Regions from separate parts of the Mus musculus genome. Here region 1 is linked to region 2. The links are chromatin contacts, called in public promoter capture Hi-C maps. All regions are on one chromosome and are shown on one strand. The core of a region is the stretch at or near the end of the contact, and the rest is flanking DNA. Distances in the headings are between cores, read along the strand shown.

Evidence for each region. Capture Hi-C pulls out chosen DNA fragments and counts their contacts.
Region 1: a contact with region 2 is called in a promoter capture Hi-C map of pancreatic islet. The contact joins two enhancer-like sites. A contact is called at or near these places in 1 of 484 Hi-C or Micro-C datasets (bone marrow-derived macrophages), 2 of 115 datasets of contacts at active chromatin or transcription factors (both in embryonic stem cells) and 4 of 9 other capture datasets (adipose tissue, embryonic stem cells, liver and 1 more).

What each region holds. Positions count from the first base shown.
Region 1 is chr2:153,427,317-153,430,019 of GRCm38.p6, forward strand. The region is part of intron 5 of Nol4l (nucleolar protein 4-like); the gene reads right to left. Among named protein-coding and RNA genes, the nearest start is that of Asxl1, 83 kb to the left of the region's middle. Within about 2 kb of position 1,380, at least 40 of the 459 cell types and tissues checked have an H3K27ac peak or open chromatin away from gene starts, as enhancers often do. A contact at or near this core is called in pancreatic islet, where this site is marked.
Region 2 is chr2:153,197,331-153,200,030 of GRCm38.p6, forward strand. It overlaps Tm9sf4 (transmembrane 9 superfamily protein member 4), which reads left to right. Exons shown (of 18, transcript NM_133847.3): 13 at 1,020-1,103. Among named protein-coding and RNA genes, the nearest start is that of Tspyl3, 27 kb to the right of the region's middle. Within about 2 kb of position 1,356, at least 62 of the 459 cell types and tissues checked have an H3K27ac peak or open chromatin away from gene starts, as enhancers often do. A contact at or near this core is called in pancreatic islet, where this site is marked.

The DNA of each region.
Region 1 (2,703 bases), core at 130-2,629, 230 kb after region 2:
TTCTCAGGCTCTATGCTTTTTTTTTTTTTTTTGGCAGAGTCTCATAAATCCCAGGCTGTCCTTAAACTAGTATTAATTGAGGATGACCTTGAATTTCCAATAGTCTTGCCTTCACCTCCCAAGTGACTGGAGATGTGCACCACCAGGGCCCAGTTTATGCAGTGCTGATGAAGGAACCCAGGCTTTTATGACTGCTAGGCAAGGACTTACCAACTGAGCCATATCATTGATCCACTCGTGTTTCTTAACACACAGCCCGTAATACTGATAGCTGAACCCACAACACATGCCTCCACAGTGCACGGGCAGGCTCAGCATCTCTGTCTTACTCTTAGGCACCCATGCCTAGGCTCTCAGTGACTCTAACCATGCAAGTGCTCGTATTTTCAAAGTAGGGTGGGGGTTGTTTGTAGAGTTTGGTGGTGGCTTTTTGTGCAGTGCTAGGAATGGAACCCAGAGCTTCATGTATGCTAGGCAAAAACATGAATTGTAACAATGTATTGTAAAGTCAGCTGCAGTGGTAGGTACATCCTATAGCCCCACTATTATAAAAGCTGAGGCAGGAGTATCAGCTCTGATTACGCATAGGAAGTTCAAGTCTAGCCTGGATTATGGAACAGGACCCTGTCTCAAAAAAGGAGATAGAGTTTCTTTTACCTAATAAACCCAATATATTTCAACAACTAGTCAGTAACATGTGTCTGTTTTCATGATAAGGCGTGTCTTCATGAGTGTGTCTTCTTGAGTGTCACACACCTCTGCACCAACCCTCAATGTTCAGCAGCTGCGAGTGAACAAAGTCTCACACAGCCCAGATCTACAGATCTTCAGGGACCCCAGGGTCCCCTGGAGAAGTTCCAAGCTACAGATAACAAGGTATTAGAGCAGGTGACCTAGGAGCTGAAACCACTTTTGCTGGTGGGCATGGACATCAAGTATGCACCAGATCTGAGTGTCAGGCTCTGGGAGTACAAATATCCCTTTATGGCAGCCTGCTCAGTAAAGGGCCAGAGGCTCCTGTGGTAGTCACCAGTCTCCCAGAGTGAGCAGCAGCACCCAGATGGCTTCACAAAGAATGCCTCAGCCTATCCCACCGTGGATCCCCCCAATACACACTGGCAAGCTATGCCCAAAGGAAATGCTCCCATATGGAACCCTTGTTGGTCTGTCTTCCCAGGCCCACCACTTTTTTTCTTTCTGCAGGCCAAGCACTAGTACTGAGAAAGACCAACTTGAAGTGCAAAGCTCTAAGTTAGGCTCCCTACAGCCTACTGTCCCCAACCCCCACAAATCGTTTGTTCTGAGCACAAGCAGTGCCACTTCAGGCTACTGTGTGTGAGTGATTCACCAGGCAGAGCCCTGCCTGGGAGCTTGTGTGTGGAGTTGGCAGGCCCCTGGCAACCCTTCCTGTCCTCCCGGAAGCTGGTCTAGGGCTGGTGCATCCTAGTCCTTAGGTCAGGGTGATGATGACAATGACAATGTGGCCCAGCTACTTCCTGGTTCCTGGGAGAGTCATCCTCAAACAACTTAGGCCAGGGTGGTACCTGCCTGGATGGCCCTACCCAGGCTCTCTTCAGCACAGCAGAGCTACCCGAGCAGAGGAGGGGATCTAGATATTGCTAGATGAGGGGAGTCTGCTGGTAGTAGGCCTAGAACCTGCCAGATGTCCCCAAGGCCAGGGCTAATCTCCCAAGTGGGGGAGGAAGGGAGTGCAGGGTGGTCTCCACCCCCCTTGCTTAGCAGTAACCTTCATCCTGATGGGCCCCAGAACTTCTCCTGCCCTAGTGTCCTTACCAGGCATCGATGGGCCCCAGTAACAGGCTCAGGGCAAGACCAAGCTCTGCCTGATCCTGTGATAAAGGAGTTTCTTGGAGCTGTCTCCAAGTTCCTCTTGTCTTTGCAGGCCAGGTCTGGCCCAGCCTAGCACTGTGCTGTTTGCAGACCAACCAGCTTGATGGACACTTTTTGTGACCCACGACTGCTTTATGGCCAACTCCTAGAAGAATTGGAACTCTTGCTGTAGTCATATGGTTGGTGCCTCAAATCAGAGCAAATAGCTCTTGCTTTACAGGGGGTGAAGAGGGCCCAGGCCTGGCTTCCAGCCTCACAAGACCTCACTTGAGACAATTACAGGGTCAGGGTGATGGACAAGATGAGGACCCACAGTGTGGGGCAGAGTAGCTCCATTTAAAAGTTCACTGTGGGCAGCGAGTGGTGTAGATTGGTTGTAGAATGCTGTCAGCCATGCACAAGGTCCTAGGTTCAATCTCCAATAATGCTGAGATTTCTTTAAAATCAAAGATGGGGCTGGAGAGATGGTCAGAGAGCTCTGGCTGCTCCGCAGAGGAACTGGATTCTATTCCCAGCACCCACACAGTGGCTCACAACTATCTGTACCTCCAGTTCCAGAAGATCTGACACCCTCTTCTGAACTCTACTGTCACCAGGCACACATGTAGTGCACAGGCATAAATGTAGGCAAACTATATATGAAATAATAAAAAGTTTTAAAAAGAAAAAAAAAAAAGAGCCCACTGTGGAGTCGGGCATGGTAGCACAGGCCTGTAGTCCCAACACTTAGGAGGCCATGAGAAGGACTGGGGGTTTAAGGCCTGCTTGAACTGCATAATGAGACACTCCTGTATCAAATAAAGAGTGTCTAAGGCCATCCCAGGAGGCTGTAGTGGGCGCCACTCCTCTGGG
Region 2 (2,700 bases), core at 106-2,605:
ACATATAACCTCTGGTACACTCATACCACAAGATGTTGATGACCCACAAGAGGGCCCAAGGACAAGAACTCACAAGAGCAGTGACTAGCTATTGGATGGGAGACAGTGAGCCAAAGAAGTTAATACACAGTTTGAGTGTTAGCTTGGGCCTTGACCTCTGTGCTTAGTGACCTATCTGGATGCCTAGATCATCCCAGTGTGGAAGGATGAGACTCAAGTGTAAGCCTGGGGCCTTGGGTTTTTGTGCCTGGCCTCTAGCCTGAGAGACTGACTAGATTACATTGCGTGAAATCAGGCTTTGGAGGGTGTCTAGGTTCTAAACTCTGCTCTGCCCTTGATAAAGTGTGATCTAGAGTGGAGAGATGCCCTTATCTTTTAGTAGGGTCTCTTCTAAACCTGTCTGTAGTGAGGGTGAGGTGAGATGGTACAGGTAGAGCCCACAGTTGCCATCTTTAAGAAGCTACTAAAGCTGAACCATTATTTTAGGCAGTTGGAGTTGGAGCCTAAACGTACATATTTTCTGGCCGTTTTATTTATTTATGAAGCAAATACTTAGTGAGTAGCTGCTGTGCTGTGTGATGAGAACACAACAGAGTACAGGATTTACAGTGTAATGGGGAAACAGACATTGATCAGGCAGCAAAGCATATGCTGGTGCTCCTTGTCTCGGTGAGATTACATCTCAGTTTGATAGAGTCGGAGATGGATGTATATCTCACACGCCAAAGTTAGTGTGGTTGCTACAGAAGGCCTCTAACCGGCAGAACATCGCCAATTCAAAAGATCCTAAGTAGACCCTTTATAAGGTGACCACCATCTATAATTAGGAAGTAGGTTGAGAGCAAGGAAAAAGCAGTTACAGGGCTCTGCAAAGTCTCAGAACAGGAGGCCTGTCTTGTGTGGGATCAGAAAAGAAGCTGTGCTTAAGCAGAAACCCAAAGGAAGCCTCTGGTCCTCAGCTCCCCAAGGACCTGTGGGAAGCCAGATGCAGCTCCCCAACCTGTTCCTCTTGCTCCCAGACAGCGACACTGTATCCTGGTGTGGTTTTCGGCATCTGCTTTGTGTTGAATTGCTTCATCTGGGGAAAGCACTCATCAGGAGCAGTAAGTACCTTTCCCCGCTGCCAAGCCCCTCTCCAGCAAGGAGAGCTGGTGAGGCTCAGTCCTATTCCCTAAGGACATTTCCTGTTACTGTTCCCTTCCCTTTTCTGAGCCCCCAGAGTTCTGTTCCCAGCTGTAGGGGTTGAAGGTTGGCTGGGGTTTCCCCAGCATTGCCCATCTTATCATCTGCCTGTGCCCTGGCCCTGGCCTTTCTGCAGGCTTGGGAACAGCTGGCCACAGATGACTTCTCTAAAGGGAGGTTTCCACACTCCAGGGGCCAGTCGGGGAATTCCCCGTGGTTTAATCAAGTGAGAGCTGCCTGGTATTCGTGGAGAAGGCTCACCTCAGCATCCTGTCAGCACCAACCCAGAGTGGAGCTCCCATTAAGCCTTGAGGTTGCCAGCAGCTCCTCGGGACTCTGTGACGGAGGGAGGGTGGGGCAGGTGCTTGTTAGGGCTGCTAAGGACTCTGGATATGGTATGAGTGTAGGCTGCTGCTTTCCAGCAGCATGAACACTTCCCCCACCCTGGTATTCAAGGTGGGCTTTCTAAAGAGCACAGAGACAGTAGGAAATGAAGCAGTGGAGCCATCCAGAGGTGAATACCTACCGTGGAGGTTTTAGATGTGTACTCTTTCCATCTTTCTCCTTCAACAGAGATGTTTAAAATGAGAGTATATGATTTAAAATTTACAACGAATGATGCTTATTGTAATACTGTTCTAAACATTTAATGTCCTCTGTTTCTTATTTTTAGGTTGCATACACAGTAATACATTGCATTGCAGCATTTTACACTCTGTCACTCTGCTTTGTCACTCACTCAGTCTTTACTCACTGTCCTCTTCCTTGTCCCTGCCCCCTCTGGCTGCTCCCCTTCTTCCCCAGCTGACTCCCAACTTCTGCTTTCTTATCACATGTATTCCATTACCCTATTTCCCCTACGTGAAGATCTCTTCCTTCCTTCTAATGATCCCTCTCTAGTTTCATGAGTTACATATACACATATATAAATGTAGATACAAAAATGTTTAGTGTAGGTTCTATGTATAAGAGAAAACTTGCAGTATTTGTCTTTCAGAGTCTGGCTTATTTTAACATAACAGTTTCAAGTTCCATCCATTTCCCGCAGAGTGTTGGTATTTCCTTTTCTTCATCTTCGGTACATCCATTTCCTGGCTGTTGGGACCAGTGCAGCAGTAGAGGTGGATGTACAAGTGTCTTTGTAGTGTGCTGACTGAAAGTTCTCTGCATCTGTACCCAAGTAATAGAGCTGAGCCATGTGGGATCTGTGTTTTTACTTTATACTGGTTTCTATAGTGGCTGCACAAATTTACCCTCCCACATTAATATGTTGTTAACATACTGATTTTTGCACAAGCCTTATAGAAAATGACTTACAGAAGATGATGGGGAAGATGAAAAATATCAGTTCTAACCCCACCCCCCTTCTACAGAAGCACTGTTAGCTTTCTGTTGTAGGCTTTTCCAGACACATGCACATCCAAACACTGAATTTGGGAGCCTAGGGTGCAGCTCAGTTAGCAGAGTGCTTGCCTAGCGTGCTGGGAACCCTGAGTTCCGGCTGCAGCACTTCATGGA